2 separate regions of the Rattus norvegicus genome follow, and region 2 is linked to region 1. The links are chromatin contacts, called in public Hi-C maps. All regions are on one chromosome and are shown on one strand. Each heading gives the region's core, a stretch centred on a gene start, on an enhancer-like site or on the middle of the called end of the contact. The rest is flanking DNA. Distances are from core to core; before and after follow the strand shown. Region 1 holds the start of Rnf19al1 (ring finger protein 19A, RBR E3 ubiquitin protein ligase like 1). Region 2 has its middle 72 kb from the start of Rnf19a.

Region 1 (4,780 bases), core at 1,079-3,578:
CGGGGTTACAAGAAGGGTGTCTCCCGCCCAACGGCCCGGCGCACTCAGAGTGAGTCGCAGCCCGCGGGAGGGACGGCGGCGAGAGCGCGCAGCGCGAGGGGAACGTGCCCAAGCCAAGGAACTACTACCGCGTCCCAGAGGTAACCGCGGCCGGCCGAGGAGGTGGGGACGGGGCGGGGCGTGACGCCAAGACGCAAGGCGCGCTGGGCGGGGCCACGCCGGGTGGGGCAGGAGGGGGTGGAGGGGGCGGGGCTTGAGGGCGAGGGCGGGGGAGAATGGCAGTTGCTGTGTTGGTTCCCGGCTGCGACCGTCCGGCTGGAGTCACTGAGGGGAGTTCGGGAAAGCGGCCGCCCGCAACCGTTCCACCGGCAGCTCTCTCCCTAGCTGAGAAGGTTCCGCGGCGGTGCTGAAGAGCCGTCCTCCGTTCTTCCTCCGCGTTTTGCCTCCGCGGGATGGGCCTGCTCACCGGCCGCCCTGCGCCGCCGCCGCCCTGAGGAGCTGAGGTACGGCGGGCGCCGGAGCCGCAGGGGCCGGGCGGCTCCCCTACGGATGGGGATTCGAGGCGCCGCTCAGGCCTCTTACTTGGGCTGGGACAACGGCGCGGCCGTCTCCGGGGTGTGGATCGGGACGTGGGGGGCCGGGCCTGCGGCTCCGACCGCGTTGTGGCTGTCCGCGGCGCTGCCCCGAGCGTTCCGGGGAAGCGGAGCGGACTAGACCGGAGGGCGGCCGCCGTAGGGAGGCGGCGGGGGCGGAGCGCATTCCTGACGGGTGAAATCGGCTCTAACGGGACTCTTTCTGGGCCTCGCCGCACACTGGGCGCCGCGGACTTCGCCCCCGATGCCTGCCGCCTGGGGCCCGGGAGGGCGGCGGGGAGATGACCGCCTCCTTTGCGATCGGAGATCGCGCACACGCTCTGGCACCGGCGGGGAAAGCCGTGTGGCCTGGGGATGAACGAGTGAACGGGGGTCTTCCGGGACTCCACCTCCGGGGTGTTCCCTGCCCTCACCCGGAGTGAGGCCACCACTTTGAATTGCCAGTTTTCCCTTCGATCTGGGATTCCACTCTGCTGTTGCTCTCTTCTCTTTTTCCATTTCCATTAATGGGAAGAAGTGGTTTAGGGTTCATTAATCCTGAGACAAGGGCAGCTTAAAAGAGGGAAGAGGATGGTGAAGCCTATGTATGGGAGAAAGAAAGGTTTAATTTTTGTTCGTTGGCGCCCTTGGAGATAGAAATACACGACGGTGCTTTACTTTGTGTAGGGTTTACTGTTGAGAATGTCGCAGAATGTTGGTAATGTTAGAAAGGACGGCCTTTAAATGCCGCTGCAATTTTCAAACCTAGTGGTTGGCTAGAAAGGCAAACGGGAGGCATGAAAGCTGTCCTTCCCTTGTTTGGTGCCTTCAAAATATTTTGATCTTCCTCATTCTACTTTGGTATGTGTGTACCTGTCAGTCTAGTCTTTGATTATTTCTTATTTTAACCTGGATTTCTTGACCCTTTTCATTGTATGTAGTGTGACGATATACTTGTCTTTTTTTCCCTTTCCGGTTTTGCTGTAAACCGGTCTCTGTGCACATCCTACTGCTTCTGTTTGTAATTCTAGTCATTTCCATATTTGCCTGCTTAAGCTTATTTAACACGGAAATGTCTGTATTGAATCAAAATGTAAATAATTAGAAAATGGCGATGTCCTTACTTTCAAATGTTCTTTACTTGGTACATACAATTTTATGGACAAAAATTTGGTATTAAGTCTTGAGACTTACAAACCAAATTATGCAAAACAAAAGCAAGCCTTTAAAAAAAAATACTGTATACAGTGTAACCTTAAATTTCATGTGACCATGGAAAATTTTAATGTCATTGGAAGGTGTCTTTCTGAGGAAGAATGCATATGGCAGCTAACCTGAGTGTACTTTTTCTAATATTTTATCGATTCTCATTCTAGAACCCCATAGGGTTAATTTTTTTTAAATTGCAGGATTATTTTAGAAGTTGAAACAAGCCTGTGCCTTACTGAAATAGCTGCATGAGGCGTCTCGTCTTGGAGATGCCTCAGTCGAACATTAAAATTATAAAGAATTGTTCATTATACTGTTGCCTAGCAAATGTTAGAATTTAATTTTGAATATTTGTGGCAATGTGTTGAATTTTCTGTACCTTTTTTAATCTGGCAAAATGATAGTACCATATTATTTTCTATTTAAGTGTTTTTAACGATACTTAAGCACCAGGTAGAAAGTAAATGGTCTTGACTTGCCATGTTTGAACACTGCGTCCAAACAGTACTTTTGCTGTTGTTGTGAGTATAATGTACTCAGGAGTCATTGCCGTGCCCCCGCCCCCACCACTTTTTTTTTTTTTTTTTGGTTCTTTTTTTTCGGAGCTGGGGACCGAACCCAGGGCCTTGCCCTTCCTAGGTAAGCGCTCTACCACTGAGCTAAATCCTCAGCCCCCTTTTTTTTTTTTTTTTTTTTTTTTGGAGAAAGGGTTTCACCATGTAACTTGGTTGGTTGGTCTTGATCTTGCTATGTATACAACGCTGGCTTTGAACTCACTAGGTTCTTGCCCCTGATAGTATTAAAGGCCTATTCCCCTTTGCTAGGCTTGGAGACACCACTGTACTTTAATGGGATGTAGATGTGTGCATAATTTTAGGCAGGTGTTTGTGTGGGTGTATATGAGGCTAGTCCTGAGGATAGGGCCTTACATAAGCTAGGCAAGTATCCTACTACCTCCGCCCTCTTTGCTTGAGACAAGCTTTAAGCTTTTTACCTTTATTTTTTCTTCTTTTTTGTCTTTTGAAAAGGATCTTGTATATTTGTATGACAAGCCTTGGGTTTTCCTAAACTCTTAGATATAGCTCAGAAATCATTTAGTTTTTAGTCAGCCCATACCACCTCATAAACATATTCTCTAATCACTTGCCTCCCATCTCTTTGTTAGTATCTGCTTGTAATGTAGTTAGTTACTCTAGGATCCAGGTGGGAACATTGTTAGAAGCTAACTGAGCAATTTAGTTAGACCCCATGGCAAGCAGCAACAGTAACACCAATCATCAGTCATCACCATCATCTGGAGGGCACTGAAGGTTGAGAAATGGAGAAGACAAAATAATTGTGATCACTTGTAAACGTCCCGAGTCGAGTGCTTGGCTTGGAGTAAGCTTGTGATAAATTTGGGTACCTTTATGTCATAGTTACTCATTTATATCTTCCATACTCAGAAAACAGAAAATTTTAGAGGATTGTTCCTTGTCTTCCAGATGGTACTGTAGGTGACAGTTGTCAAATGCAGGCCAGTTCTTAATGACTAAGCTTACACTCTTTTATTGATTTTTATAGTTGAGGTTTAGCTAAAAAACAAAACAAAACAAAAGTCCTTGGGCATCCTGGGCTAACAGCCAAAGTTGAATTTCTAAAGTAATATTTGATTGCATAGAACATTGATTCCATTTGTCTGGCTAGTTCTTCAGAACAAATAGCCAGTCTTAAAAGGCTCATGCTCATATAGGGAGCACTCTGGCTAAGAGACTGCTTGACTCCTATCTGGCAAATATTAATTAGATTAGTTATGAATAACTGAATTTTCTTTACCTAGGCAGTTCTCCCCCTCCAACTAGGAATAATTTTCCTTTCTTTTTAAGTCACTGTGCCAATTCTTTGTTAAATGATGGAAGGTGCATAACGTTGAAACATAAGTGAGCGCACCTGTGCAGCTAAAGAGTGAAGGAGAATATTCATTGCCTAGCACATCTGTATTTCAGATGGTGGCAGACTTCAACCAAAAAGGCATTGAAATAATTTTAGGTGTTTAAGACTTGGAAACTTCATTGTTTCTATAGAGTTGTCATATGTCATACTTGATATATGAGAGTGGGGAAAACACATTTTAAATATGAGTGCCTTTAAAATACATATTACTATATTGCTTTCATTGTAATATCTGAAGAATTTTTTTTTGTGTGTTTTCATGTGTGTGGTTATTTTTGCCTGTATGTAAGTCTGTGTAGGACGTGTGCAGTTTCTGTGGAGTCCAGAAGGGGGCGTCAGATGTTCTTAGAACTGGAGTTACAGTAGTTATTAATTAGCCCTGTTGATTTGTTTTAGAAGATTTATTTAGAAGGGTTTTGTTGTCTGAAGGTTTCAGTAGGAGAGAATTAGTGAGCTGTTTTAGCTTAAAAGATAAGTTTGTGCATTGACTTTTGAAGCATAGTTTGGGACAGAAACTACTTTTGTTTAAGCCCAAAAGAAACTTTAGACCTGTGTCTTTACAAAGCCGAAGTTGTCTCTTGATATTCCACCCCTCTCCAGTGTCCCCTAAGAGTGAAGTAGCTCTTGTGTTGTGAGTAGCTAGCATGTTGCCACTTGGACTTCTAAAATTGAATCATAAGGAAGGAGCAAGTTAGTTAGGGAGGACCAAGAAGCCAGGGCAGGTTATTAGAAAACTGGTAATGGTGGCAGGGGGCAGAGGTAACTATATCTCCGAGCTCTAGGCCAGCGTAGTCTCCATACAGAGTTCAGGCCAGTCGAGCTACGTAATGAGATCCTTTCTCTAAAACAAAACCAAAAAAGCAAAAACAAAGCATTCTGGATAAGTATTCTGTACTAAAACTTACTGTATCACAAGGCAAGTTGTCATTACTCTGGAATTACAGACTTACATTTGATAATTTCTAAATGAAACCTTATCATTTGTAATTATTATATTACTATATTACTACATTGCAAGTTTTATATTACTATTTTTATGCATGGCCACACATGAGAATGTATAGTAG
Region 2 (4,780 bases), core at 1,208-3,707, 74 kb before region 1:
GAGCCATGCCTTCTCAAGGAACCCCGGGGGGAGAGACATCACCACTCACAAAAGAGCTTGCTTGTCTCCTTCTGGTTAAGGCTCTCAGTCAAAACGTCAGAGAGGAAATCCCCAGACATAGGGAAGCCGAGCTTGTTCCTGCACAGCCTGCTCTACTGATAACGTGTGGTCACGGTGGGAACTGAGACACCACTCCCTAACTTAAGACCTCAACTTAAGACTTTCCATCAGCCGTCCATCACAGGCAAGTGCTGGCTGGGTCAGACATTATCCCTGCTCACCCAGGGCCATTACTTCAAGCACTCGCTGCCAAAGGGAATCTGAGGTCTCCACTTTCGAGAGTCGGAGCACTGGCCTAATGAAACTGCATCCTTTCCTCTGCTTAAAAGGCTGGGGCTGCAGGAGCCCTCGTTTTGTGTCCATGTCTCTGAGATAGCAGTGCGCAGCTCCCAGAAGGGCCCCCAGAAAGCTGAACACTGATGAGCTCCACCTTAGTAGCATCATGACCTAAGCCGTGGCCAAAACCACCTCCAAAATACTCAGTTATGGGCTTCATTTGTTAAGAGCTCCCAATAGTTCAGAAACCACACACCACCTGGAAACAACTGTGAGAAATTCGCTAAGAGACCGAGTCCCCAAATTTGACCCTTTCAAAGCCAAGCTCCGCACGACTGATCACCTTATCGATGCTTGCAGCTTTCCTGGGAAGAAGGCAGAATCGAGCATGTGAAAGCTGTAGCCTAAGATAGCACTGTAAGAAAGCCATTGTCAACCGTGTACACTTCATAGACATGAGTCCACACCATAAAACAGTTACATTTTCTCCACACAGCCCTCAGTATCCCTGGAGAGTATTTGTGCTTTCGTCTGAGTAACGGTAGGAAGAGGGCTGATTACCCACGAGCTTCTTAGTTAAAGTCTTTGTCCTGATCCATTCCTTGAAGGTCCCTGTGCCTTGTGGGCTCAGCTCTTGTCCTGTCTGGGGGAGGCCTGAATTCACCGTTGAGCTGGAGTTACACCATAAATATGAAGTCACCCAAGAAAATTCTTGTTTAGACTGGAAATAAAACCTTGGCTAGAGTCGTAAGCTTTCTTTTGTCTTTGTGCAAACTCCCAAGGCTGGGGCTTGCCACCCAGGTAGTCTGGAGCACATGGGTATTGTGTGAACTAGAGATGGGTTTAGTCATCAGGGCAGTTTCATTAAAGCACTGTGGCATGACATTGCCATGTCAGACATTGTGTTAGGATATGTATGTAAACCTAAAAAGAAAATTCCCAGTGGATAATAAAAATATAGGTGATTTTTTTCTTCTGTATTTTCCAAAGTTTCTGAAAAACACAGATATTACTCTTATAGCAGGATTTATGAGGTGTGTGTGTGTGTGTGTGTGTGTGTGTAGGGGGGTTTATAAGGCTTAGCCAACACAGAAATTCTCTGGGGAGCTTAGGCACCCAAATCTAGATTGCTCACTGAATTTTCTAGGTGTCCTCAGTCCACTTCCTGTCCACAGAACATTATTTACTGTCTGCTTCACCTCAGCCACAGAGTCTACTTAGGAAACATCAGTGAATTATTAAATGCTTGGATATCTCTACTAATTAACAAAACCAGTTAAAAATGATAGGCTAACATCTTACTGTTTCCTCTTATGAGCATGTATAAACTGGTTATGACTTGTGCTTGTTATCAAAGGAATGAGCACTGCTGACAAATTGTCCTACTGTGCGCCTGCTTGCAGAGCAGGACGGCAGAGAGGGCACAGGGGATGCAGCTCTGAATCCTGGGCCTGGTGTGCTGTTTTCCCAGTAGGTTGGCGAAGTCCTTGGGGGTCACTTTCTCAGTGCATCTGTGCGCACAGAAGAGACTGCCTGGGTTTACTCTCTGCTAACTTAGCTCCTTTTAACTCAAAGGACAAGGTCTATTTGAATAAACTGACTAATCCTGATATCATGATTCTGGTTGTCCAAAGATAAGATGGTTTTAAGACAAAATATGAACAAATGAAAGCACATTTGTAATATTCTAATAGATCCAGGCTGAGACTGTGATCAAGGACATAGCAGAAAGAAAAGAGCAAACCAGGAAGAAATCTGGACAGCTTTGACACAGGACTGTGTCCCGGCGTCAGCCTCCCCAGCCGTTTTCGTTTAACTGGTAGACAGTAAAGAGAAACTATGAAAGTTGTCCAAGTTGTCCAAGACTTGACTGAGCGACCCAACACTCTTCTCAGATGAAACTCGGGAAATGGATAGAGATAAGGACAGTAATTTAGCCCAAGTGCGGCAAAGTGAATTAATTCTCTTGAGGGTCTGTGGATTGACTTGAGGGCCTGCTTCCTACAGTTTAGCTCCTGCAGCGTCCTGGCTGTCTCTGGAGTCCTCGGGGAGGGGAACTCGTAAGCTAAGCAAGCAGCATGGCTGCCAAGCAGGCTGGAAGGACACCTCAGTGACTCTGCAACTCTAATCTTCATCTTCAGCTGTCCTCAGTCTGACGGGGCGAGGCTGGGGCAGACGGGAGGAGGGTTTAGAATAGTGATCAGCCTGCTACAGCTCAGAAATAGAAGTCATTTGGCTCTTGTCTCTCTTAAAAGCTTAACTTGGGAAATCCAGGTCCCACCATAGAAATCATTAATGCTACGTGTACTGGTTTGTCAGTCACTTTTATTTCATCTAAACTGCAGACATTCTCACTGGGCTTGTTCTGGGGGGAGGTGGGGGAAGAGGATCCACATTACTACGCTTCCACATAGCCTCTTGTGAGGACTGTAGCTAACATACCATTATTTTGTCCTGTGAGCAGCCCAGGAACACTGGCTTGAGGAAGCTTGCCCGAGACCTCAGTAAACATAGCTGAAATGGCTAAACCACCATCCATCCACCGCCAAGGGCTGCTTGTTCCACAGTAGTCTAACTGATTCGGAGAAGTATCAAGAACCCAGTCTTCTAAAAGCAGGCAAAGTACACTTCATGGACTCTGTGTACTTAAGAGAGACTATTTTATTCATGCGCCACCTCCCGGGGCTTGGCTCAGACATTATTGTTCTCTTTCAGGAAGCCAGGGTCTAAGTAAATCTCATTGTCTGCCGTGGTGCTTGCAGTAGGATAGTCCAGCTCAGACTCTGCTGGGCTGCTCAGAACCTGTCTGGGGCTTTCCTAGTTCTCCCTGGTACCTCACCCACCCTGTCAGGAGGATTTAGGCTCTGACTACAGAATCTCAGAACAAAACAGGGGAAAGTTTTATCTTGAGTCTCAAGGATAGACATGAAGAGATCACAAACACCATCAAAAGTAACAATCTGTTTTTCTTTTCTTTTCCTAGGGAAACTTGTGGCCATTTGTTTTTTATAAGCTCCATGTCACACGCTAAGTTTGACTTGAGGCCCAATGATCACTCGCTCTGCTGCTTCAGGGGGCTGGGTGTTGTTCTGTCTCAGTAGCCACTGACCCCACCTTACTGACCAACAGTGGAAAATGGCAAAGAGGGCTGTTCAGGGAGAAGGTTGGTATTTACCTTAATGCTGGATCCTGCAGTGCCTTTCAAAGGGCTGTAAAGAAGATTCATGCCCAAGAATCTCCATCAGGGCACTCAGCCAAGCTGGGCCTTAGCGCCCATCAGAATGGTGAGTGAGCAAAGGCACTGGGAAGGGTGGCAGGAGCTGGTAGGGACACAGAGCCGCCTCACAGGCACAGCTCGGAATGTTGAGCCTTTCCTCAGAGGGCACAAACTGACAATTTCCATCTGGGAAACTTTATTCTGGGAAATTTTATTTTGTAAGATAAAACATTTTAAATGTTCTAATAATATCCTCATATGAATATCACAGGGAAAAACAAATAAAAATTATTTTGTAGCATCCTCCAATGAATATACATAGGGAAATGTTAATTTGTTTATTTATCTACGTATTGTGTGTGTGTGTGTGTGTGTGTGTGTGTGTGTGATAGGTGTGTGGGCATGTGGAGACTAGAAGAGAGTACTGGATGTCCTTCTATGTCATTCTCTGCTTACTCCTTTGATGCTGGTCCCTCCTTCAACCTGGGGCTTGATGGCCTTGAACTGGAAACTTGCAAACCCCAGAGTCTGCCTTCATCAGAGCTGAGTTACGGGTGTTGTCATTCCTTCTAGCCTCCACCCCACAGTTACCTGGCAATCTCTCTCTCTCTCTCTCTCTCTCTCTCTCTCTCTCTCTCTCTCTCTCTCTCTTTCGCTCTCGCTCTCGCTCTCGCTCGCTCTCTTTCCCTCTCGCTCTCTCGCTCTCCCGCTCCCACTCTCGCTCTCACTCTCGCTCTGCCTTTCTCTATCTCTTCCACCTCCTCAACTCCCCTTCCATGCCTGAAATAAACTCTGTTTTTACTATCCCTTCGTGTGGCAGGTCCCTCAGGGGGAGGGATGCCTCAGCATGGGCCTGCAGAGGCACCCCCCTCGACCTCATCATATCTCACTCTGCCAAACATATCCTGGTTCTTTTTTTTTTATGAAACACAAAGACAGGTGTGCCCCAGATGCCTGGTTTGTTACATGAATGCTTAGATGGGTTGCATAGCAAGGGTCTGTACCTGCCTGACTTCACGTGCACTGAGTACCTGCAGGAGCCGAGGACGCCAGAAGGCATGGGGTTCTCTGGAACTGGTGTTGCTGCAGGCAGTTGTTCCGTGTGGGTGGCAGGAGTTGAACCCAGGTCCTCTGTAGGGACAGCAAGCCCTTTTAACCACTAAGCCATCTCTTCAGCCACCATAACAAGGCCTTGTAACCACTGAGGTATCTCTGCAGCCCAGGTAG

The links. A called contact is a pair of places that touch in the nucleus more often than the background predicts.
Region 2: a contact with region 1 is called in a Hi-C map of kidney, with 1.9 times the contacts expected there. The contact joins the enhancer-like site here to the promoter of Rnf19al1 in region 1. A contact is called at or near these places in 2 of 12 Hi-C or Micro-C datasets (kidney and liver).

The regions. Positions count from the first base shown.
Region 1 is chr7:69,345,794-69,350,573 of GRCr8, reverse strand. It overlaps Rnf19al1 (ring finger protein 19A, RBR E3 ubiquitin protein ligase like 1), which reads right to left and starts at 2,328. Exons shown (of 5, transcript XM_039080605.2): 1 at 2,290-2,328; 2 at 1-1,081. The coding sequence starts at 2,328. The coding sequence ends at 125. Rnf19a (ring finger protein 19A, RBR E3 ubiquitin protein ligase) reads left to right here and starts at 349. Exons shown (of 10, transcript NM_001130560.1): 1 at 349-503.
Region 2 is chr7:69,420,313-69,425,092 of GRCr8, reverse strand. No RefSeq gene overlaps it. Among named protein-coding and RNA genes, the nearest start is that of Rnf19a, 72 kb to the right of the region's middle. Within about 2 kb of position 2,457, at least 6 of the 93 cell types and tissues checked have an H3K27ac peak or open chromatin away from gene starts, as enhancers often do. A contact at or near this core is called in kidney, where this site is marked.